2 separate regions of the Sus scrofa genome follow, and region 1 is linked to region 2. Evidence: chromatin contacts called from public HiChIP or PLAC-seq data. All regions are on one chromosome and are shown on one strand. The core of a region is the stretch at or near the end of the contact, and the rest is flanking DNA. Distances in the headings are between cores, read along the strand shown. Region 1 holds the start of TBC1D10A (TBC1 domain family member 10A). Region 2 holds the start of CASTOR1 (GATS-like protein 3).

Region 1 (4,263 bases), core at 355-2,854, 35 kb after region 2:
TTATGGGACTGTTTGTGTGGGGTTGAAATCTTACACATGATCAAGGCCCTTCCATAAGTCATAACAGAGGCTGGAGAAGCTTGGGCAGTCACAAATGGTGAGAGAAGGGGAGGAAGGACCCTCTGGAGTAGGGTCATGGCTGAGTCCTGTGGGCTCCCACAAGTGATTGTATGGGGCTCTCTGTTGAAGAGGAGGCCCATTGCAAGGGAGATTTGTCAATTTTGTGCACAACATTGGTCTCATGTGACAGGACAGGAGGATGGGAGTGGGATCAAGAGTCCATCCTTCCTAAAGGGATCACCAACCCATACATATGATCTCTGTGAGGACTAGGCTCAAGGAGTTCTATGTGGCTGCTCAATTTACCCCACTTAAAGGGAAGGTGCTGCTTCCCTGCCCCACATTTCTCTGCCTGCCAGCTGGGTGCCTGGGTACAGGGGATCTGGGTGTGCTAAGAGCCTGGACCCTGCTGTCTCCTGCTGCTGCCCCCCCAACCCCAGTCTGTGTTTGGAGAGGAGGTGCATGTTTCCACACCATCCACAAAGACAGTCTATTCTGAAGATGAGGTACCATCACCTTGTGGGTACTGGAAAGGGGGAGTGTCTGCCCACCTGTTGCTAATGACAGGGAGAAATCTGCCTCTGAGGGGAGAGGGGAACACGCTCTGCTCTGACCCTTCCATGAGGGGAAGGGACTGTCTGTCCCAAAGAAGGAGGGAACTGACAAATATCAGTCTATTCAGAGGTCTGTGTGTCTTGAGGTGAGGGTCAGTCTGTCCTGGAATGTAGTGTGGGCAGAGAAGTCTGTCCCTCTGAAGTCTGCCTAAGGTATACCCCTGATATGAGGGTAGTGGGCTGCTAAAACAAGGGCATCTGCGGGTCGGGGGCGGGGCGGGGGGGCATGGAGAACATCGGCCTGTTGGGGGAAGGGCGGCCACCTGTGAGCCTGCCCAGGGTGGCAAAGTCAATCAACCCTAAGGCGAGGGTGGTAGTGATGGGGTTGGGACAGGTGTCAATCTGTCCGCAGTTGTGAGGAGAGCCCTTCCTGGGGGCGGGTCAGTCTGTCTGGAGGTGCGAGCAGGAGAGGTGAGGTTGGCCTGCGTGTCCCAGGCTCCAAAGTAGGCTCCAGGGTGAAAGCGGGTCAATCCGCCTGGGGGGAGGTGGGGGTGGGGCAAGGGAGATAAGGGTCGCTGGTTCCTGGTTGAGACACGTCGGTCCTTCCTGAGAGCGGCTCGGTCCGCGTCGAGGCCCTCCTCTCAGGTCCCGCGCCCGCCCCCGGCCCCGGGCCCCGGCCCCCAGCCATACTCACGCGCCCTCGGCGCCTTGCGAGCCCACGATGAAGCCGAACTTGTCGATGCGGCGCTCAGCGAAGCCGTTGGCCTCTGAGTCCGAGCCGAGAGAGCTGAGTTCATCGGCCGTTGCGGCGTCGGGGCCCGGGGCCAGGCTCTCTCGGGTCCCCGACAGGCTCCCCCTGGCTGCGGAAGCGCGCGGCCCGTTTTCTCCGCTGCTCTTCGCCATCCCGGCCGCGCCCGCTGCCTCAGCTTCAGCGGCCACCTCAGCCACCTCAGCCGCCTCAGCCGCCCGACTGCCGCCGACGCCCCGCCCACGTGCCGCGCCCATTGGTCGCAGCAAATCCGGGGGCGGGGCCCTAGGCCTTCCCCGGCGTTCCCTCCCCTCCACACCCAATGGGCGCCGTGGACCCCCAGGGCCCGCCCACCTCCCCCAGGCTGGCGCCAACCGGCCCGACGTGAGGGGGCGGGGCAGCCGTCTCCCGAAGCCCTTCCCCCCTGGGCTGCCAATCACGAGAGCTCACCTGAAAGAGCTCCTCTGGCCTTTCCGGGTTAGCCGCGACCCAGCCAGTCACCTGCAGCGCGGTGCCAGCTGAGGCCGAAGTCGTCCGTTGGGAATTCCGCATCTGCCTTCCAAGCACCCCCCACCCCCGCGAGACCCCAGGGACGTGAGTGAGGATTGCTTCACCCATTCGAGAAGCTCCGAGGAGACCCGCGGTGGTTCTGGGATTCTCCCAGCGACTCTCAGCGACTTAAAACCTAGGCCGAGCTGAAGTTCAGCAGTCCCCCACCCCAACTGCTTCTGGGGCTTTAAGTTAGGGAGACTGGGAGTTCCCTGATTAAGGATCTGGCGGGTTAAGGAACTGGCGTTGTCGCTGCTGTAGCGATCCCTGGCCCAGGAAATTTTGTTTGCCGCGGCCAGACCAAAAACAAACAAACAAACAAACAAACAAAAAAATAGGGAGACCTAGTTAATAAGAATAATGACCATTGTCTATTGAGCCACTCACTGCCCCAAGTTCTACCTACTATCTTTTGTAATTTGTATTTTTCCATCAGCCTTGAGAAAAATCACCTGTTTAAAGAGTATAATTCAATGTTTTAAGCATATTTATAAAGCTGTGCAACCATCACCATAATCTAACTTTAGAACATTTTCATCACCCCAAAAAGAAATTCCTATCCAGGGGTTTCTGTCTTGGCTCACCAGTTAACAAACTCAACTAGGATCCATGAGGATTTTATCCCTGGCCTCCTTCAGTGGGTTAAGGGATATCAACTCACAGAGTCATAATGATAGCTCCTCACTTAAGTACAGGTGAGCTGTGGTAAAGACTGCACACACGGCTCGAATTCTGCATTGCTGTGACCTATGCTGGCAGCTGTAACTCCAATTCAATCCCTAGCCTGGGAACTTCCATATGCCATGGGTTAGACATAAAGCAATTCCTATCCATTAGCAGTCAGTCACTCCCCATCCTTCCTCCCCCACTCCCTGGCAACTGCTAATTGTCTCCAAAGTTCTGTTTTTTTCTGGACATTTCATATAAATGAAATCATATGTATGTGGGCTTTGTGTCTGGCTTCTATCACCCCACATGTTTTCAAGAGTCATCCATGTTGTAGTATGTATCAATTCTTCATTCCTTTTCAAAGCCAAAAACTATTCCATTGTATGGACTTTTTTAATCCACTCATCTGTGGATGGACACTTTGTTTATACTTTTAGTGATTGTGAATAGTGATGCTATGAACACCTGGGTAGAAGTTTTTGTTTCGTTTTGTCTTTTTTTAGGGCCATACCTGCAGAATAATGAAGTTCCCAGGCTAGGGGTCTAATCCGAGCTGTAGCTGCTGGCCTACCGTGCAGCCACAGCAACTCGGCATCCCATCTGCAGACCAGCACCACAGCTCACCACAATGCCTGCTGATTCTTAAACCAGTGAGCGAGGCCAGGGATGGAACCCACATCCTCATGGATTCTAGTCGAGTTTGTTGCCACTGAGCAACACAGGAACTCCTATTGCATGTAATCTTTTAGCAATGAGTTAGATACTAATTTTAGCCCCGTTTTACAGTTAAAGAAACTGAGGTGCAGGGAAGTCAGCTGCCTGAAGTGCAAAAACTAGCTTGTGGGAGTTCCGTCGTGGCGCAGTGGTTAACGAATCCGACTAGGAACCATGAGGTTTCGGGTTCGGTCCCTGCTCTTGCTCAGTGGGTTAAGGATCCGGTGTTGCCGTGAGCTGTGGTGTAGGTTGCAGACGCGGCTCGGATCCCGCGTTGCTGTGGCTCTGGCGTAGATCAGTGGCTACAGCTCCGATTAGACCCCTAGCCTGGGAACCACCATATGCCATGGGAGTGGCCCCCAAAAATAGCAAAAAGACAAAAAACAAAAACAAAAAAAAAAAAAAACAAAAAAAACTAGCTTGTGGAAGAGCCAGGATTTGAACCTAGCTCTTACCAACAGCTTCTATTGGGAAGCATGAGCCAATTGTATCTATAAAGACTTAGCTCTCAGCAGCCTACTTCTGACCCTAGGGATTATCAACTCATAGAGTCATAACGATAGCTCTTCACTTATGTCCAGTACTTTACAGCTCATAAATCACAACCATGCTATCATCTGACTCTCCCCTGTAGTCCTGTGGATGAGACAGGTCCAGAGCGTGGAAGAGCCACGCCTGAGTGGCAGAGTCTAGGACAGCCTGTTAAGGGGCCCCAAGCAGCCCCAAAAGGGGGAGTCTTAGCCCTGAGTGATTTCACCAGCCGTTTCCTTGACGCCATGTGGACCAGACATTCTTGAAGACTTCTCTGTGCAGTCTTGACATTCCATAGGCTTGGGGGTTTCCACAAACAGAGCAACAGCAGACACAAGTGTGGGCACAGGCTATTTTGGTCTTAAACTCGCTGTCTGGAAGGACATGTCCCACCTCTCTTGCAGCCCCATAGTGGTGAGCTCTCAGTCCCAGCTCCCA
Region 2 (4,782 bases), core at 1,292-3,791:
TGGACAGCATCAGCACGGACACGTGGTGCTCAGCCAGCGGTGCAATTACTGAGCGGGCAATCTTGGTGACCCCAGCAGCCTGCACTGCTGTGCCGCTGTGGGATGACACATTCAGCACTAGCCACGTGGCCTCGGCCACTTGTAGGAACTCAGACGTGGGCAGCTCTGTGGGGCAGGGGGACACACCCAGTCAGGGCCTGTAGGGCTGGCCCCTGGCCTCAGTTTCCCTGTCTGCGCTTTGGAGGGCTCTACCAAGGTAAGGTCCACTCTGGAAAATAGAGCTGTCCTCCTCCCCCAAGTTCTGCTCCTGAGACCTGCATATATGCAAAGACTGAGAAGTGCTTTGGGTGTTGGCCTGTCAGGGATTGAAACTTCCCAGTTAAAATGGAAGCTTGGAGTTCCCGTCGTGGCACAGTGGTTAATGAATCTGATTAGGAACCATGAGGTTGCAGGTTCGATTCCTGGCCTTGCTCTGTGGGTTAAGAATCTGGCGTTGCTGTGAGCTGTGGCATAGTTTGCAGACGCGGCTCAGATCCTGAGTTGCTGTGGCTCTGGCGCAGGCTGGTGGCTACAGCTCTGATTAGACCCCTAGCCTGGGAACTTCCATATGCTGCGGGAGTGGCCCTAGAAAAGGTAAAAAATAAAATAATAAAATAAAATTGGAGCTCAAAATTCAGACAGACCTGGGTTTTAATCCCAGCTTCATCATTTACTTTCTGTTGACCTGTGGCAAATGATTTAACTTCTGAGAGCCTGTTTCTCCTACAGAAACTGAGTATGTATGCACTGAGTATCAGAGGCCTTACACCATGTGGTACCACCAGGGGGAGCCAGCAGTCCAAGTTGGCTGGGAGATGCCTTCCTCGTTAGCAGACCCAGACTTTTCCGCAGCATAAATAGGGAAACTAAGTAGCCCTGTAGGGGAGGGAGGGAGCCCCAGCTGGCTGGCCAGAGACTCCAGGCCTGTAAGGATGGGTCAAGCTGGCAGGAGAGAAGCCAGATATCAGCTCCAGGGATCAGGGAGGGACCAGGCTGGTGTCCAGTCCAGCACATGGGCCACAGCCAAGGTGGCTGCTAATCGCCCAAACACAGCTAGGAGGCCCCGTAGGATCCTGCCCTGGGCTGGCTGCCGGCTCCTGCATTCCTTCCCCAACCCTCAGACTCTCGGAGTTCCCAGACCAGTCAGGGAGGGAGTGACCCACACCAGGGAGTGAAGCCCAAGGGGAAATAATGGGGTGGGGGGCAAGAACAGCCACAGAAGCCTGATTCTTGCCCCAGAGCTGTAACTGAGGCCCTGCTGCTGGTCTGTGGCTGCTAAATGCCCTTTACACACTGCCCCATTTATAAAACCCTCATGGGGCCAAATAGATCAGAACCGTAACTATATCCATTTTACATAAAACGAAATAAACAACTCAGAGAGGGGAAGTGACTTGATCAAGGGCACACAGCCAGTGAGTAGTGGAAATGGACTGGAACCCAGATCATCTGCCTTCAGGGCCCCAACTCTTGGTACATTAGATCCTAGCATTCTCTTAGAATCCTGCAAAAAGGGGAGGACAACCTCCTTCCCCTACTCACCCTCCCCAGCCCAGTCCCCACCTTTGAAGCCCTCCTCGTCCACCATGAGCGTGTAATCCTCAGGGGTCTCCGTCAGGCTGAAGAATTTGCACCTGGGTGGGGGCAGGGAGCATCTTCAGCCTGGGTGGGCGGAGGGGGCGGGCAGACACCCCCCACCCCGGCTGGGCGTCTCCCTGCCCCCTCCAGACTCAATTTCCTCCCCAGAACAGTGGGGCGTGGGCCCCATCTCCAGAATTGCGAACCGTTTTCCTCCGCCCAGATCTCTGCAGAAGCCCCTGCCCAGCATTCCAAGAGGAAGGAGAGGCTCACCCAAGGCGGCAGTCCCGGGCGTCCGAGCCCCCTTAGACCAGCCCCTCTGACCCGATGAGAGGCAGCTGGAAAAAGTTCTCCGAAGTTGCCAGGAAGAAATGCCCCCATGTGAAACCACTAGGAGTTAAGCACTGACCATCCCAGGCTGTCTGCGCCTTAACAAGCTCTGTGAGGGGGCCTCACGAGCCGGATAGGCGGCGGTCCCAGGGAGGGTAGGCCCAGGCCGGATGGCGGCGGTGGGGAGCGGGGGGCGGGGAGCGCTCTCCCTGTCTGCTCCCGCTGGCCCCGCGGAGGTCCTAATCTCCCGATCCCATCTCAGAGTGACAGTGCAGCCCACCCCCCTCTGTGCCCGGACCCGGACGCGCACCGGCTTCGGCGGGGCAGGAAGAGCAGCTTGATGAGTGGGTGAGTGTAGAGCCAGAGACCGGGCCGGGCGAGGCTCAGCACCCGCACCCGGTGCTCTAGGATGTGCAGCTCCATCGCGGTCCGCGCGGACCCGACCCCACGGCCAAACAGACCCAGGCCGTGCCGGGGGCGGGGCGGCGGGGGCGGTGCCGGGAGGTGCTTAAAGGAGCCGCTGCGCCGCAGAGTCCTAGCCGCCAGCCACGCCAGCTCCCTGACGGCCACGCCGCGCAGGACTGGGGGCCAATCCAGGGTGGCCACGCCTCCTTGTAACGCTAGAGACTCACTCCGCCCCTTATGGCCCCGCCCCTTCGGCATTGGCTCCGGAATCACCACCTAACCCCACCCCCGTCGCGTCCTCCAGGCCCCGCCCATGCCTCTCCCCCACTCCGGGCTCCGCCCTTTCCGCAGGACTCCCGCAGCTGCTCCGGAGAGCCCGGGGAGGCTTGGGGTCTTTTCTGCACTAAGGGCCTTCTGATTAAGTTCACCAAGGCTTGGGAGGGCCACAAGATGAACCGGGGCTCGGCTGTGACCAGAACACTGCTCCCAAATCCTTGAAACATGGGTGGGTAGGGGTCCACTGTGCAACCTAGGAGACGTTGTTGTTCTGTCCCAATAAAGGGTCCTGGCACCTTTCCCTCTCCTTCCTCTGATGGCTTAGCATGAGGCAGGGCCACCAGAACTGGCTGGGGTGGCAGTGAAAAAAGTTCCACAGCCCAGGATAGCACTGATACAAACCCCTCCAAGCTTTGTGAGCCCTGTGAGTGGGCTAACAAGATGAAACCCAACCTGAACTTGGTGGTCCCCACATCTGTTCCTCTCACCCACCTTTCAGAGTAGAAGGCTCCCCACCAGAATCAAAGATGGGGAGGGCCCCAGCTACCTCTGAGCAATACACTGTAGGGTAGGGAGCTGAAGGTAGTCTGGACTAACATTTGAGGCTTAAGACTTAAGTATTTGGGACAGGAATGCCCAAAGCTCAAACTTTGGGGGGCAGGGCCATGCATCCAGAGCCCAGTGTGTAGTCAGACTTAAAAGCCTACAGTCATTAGAACTTGGGCCTGAGCACATTTAAGCTTGTTTCATGTCCAAGGAGGCCCCCAGATCTGAAGCTTGTTAGTGCCACCTTGGGTTCATTTCAACATTAGGGCTGGGGTCTGCTCAGGCCTCTCAGGTTTGCAAAGACCCCAGTGCTGAGCAGACATCAGCACACCTAGGTTGGTTTCCCAGCAGGATGGGACATGTTCCAGGGGCCCTTGCCTGGCCTGCACATCCTCAGGCCTCAGATCCAAGGCTTTGAACCAAGCAGGTTAAAGCAGGCCTCAGGCCTGATTGGGTCCCAGCAGGCCTGAGCAGGCCTCCTACCTGCTGGGGCGGGCGGGCGTGGGGTGGGGGGTGGCGGCAATTGCACGCAGCTAGTAGTGGGGCAGCACCTTCCCTCCCTGGACTCACCAGTTTGGTGGGTTCTGCTGGAACACTGCAGCCACCACATCCTGGCCAGACCCCTAGAGGGCCAGGGGGTGGGAGGTGTCCTCAGGAGGCTGAGCCCCTCATCTGGTTGACGGCAGGTGTACATGGGGTAGGAAGCCACAGGGGTAAGGGGCAGGAGGTAGGAAGGGTGTGGTTTGCCCTGACAGATTCATGTGACCCTTGACCTCCTCAGGCCTCAGTATCCCCAGCTGTACCAGGACAAGATGTTCCAGGCTGAGGCCCTGAGATGCTTAAAAGCTCCCAGGGAGGCTCTAGTCCTGCCTCCCTGCTCCCCCATTGCCCAGCCCAGCTTGGTGGCCAGCCAAGAACAGTCACTATTGTTTGACTGGAAAAGCTGCTTCCTCAGCAGAAGGGGGGCCTCTCCCAGGGACACCCTGTCCTCACCCTTGCCAGTCATCAGCTATGACACTACTGCCAACTTGGGCCTTCAATGGCAAAGTCAGGAGAGGTAGTTGGGGGCTCTGGGTACAAATCTGGATCAGCTTCATTTTTCCCACTTAGCTCCTGTTTCCTTATCCATAAAAGGGGGACAATAATAAAACCTACCTGATCAGGCATGTGACACAACCAGCCCAGCCTGGCATATGCTACATGGCAGGTAGCCTTTCATCAAAGATACAGATTTGGCCCCACACCCCTTTGCTTTTGATGGAGGCCTGGGATGAGCATGTGAGGGCATTCATGATCCCTCACTCTTGGCACCAGCACCCAACCCAGAATGAATACTCATTACCTTATTGGGGTCCAAAATAGCATCCAGGCTAGACCTTAGAAGAGGAAGACCCTTAAAAGGACCTCCCTAAGGAACCCCTCCCCTTCGGTGATGGGCAGGGATCAAGGCCTGGGGAGCAGGCTCTGCTCTGCCCCAGCACTAGTGACCCTCATCCATGGCAGATGGTGAACATGGGTCAGAGGGGACAGGATAAGAGGATACAGGGGCCAGGAATAGGAGCGGGCCCTAGATTTGGCCTCCCCTCTGGCAAAGGTACTTCCCAGAAA

What was found. HiChIP or PLAC-seq counts read pairs in DNA pulled down with a chosen protein or histone mark.
Region 1: an H3K27ac HiChIP or PLAC-seq map of alveolar macrophages shows a contact between it and region 2. The contact joins the promoter of TBC1D10A here to the promoter of CASTOR1 in region 2. A contact is called at or near these places in 12 of 47 Hi-C or Micro-C datasets (alveolar macrophages, blood, epiblast stem cells and 8 more) and 2 of 2 datasets of contacts at active chromatin or transcription factors (alveolar macrophages and skeletal muscle).

What each region holds. Positions count from the first base shown.
Region 1 is chr14:47,299,936-47,304,198 of Sscrofa11.1, forward strand. It overlaps TBC1D10A (TBC1 domain family member 10A), which reads right to left and starts at 1,605. Exons shown (of 9, transcript XM_021072299.1): 1 at 1,309-1,605. The coding sequence starts at 1,517.
Region 2 is chr14:47,264,188-47,268,969 of Sscrofa11.1, forward strand. CASTOR1 (GATS-like protein 3) reads right to left here and starts at 2,542. Exons shown (of 7, transcript XM_021072302.1): 1 at 2,258-2,542; 2 at 1,603-1,673; 3 at 1-165. The coding sequence starts at 2,370.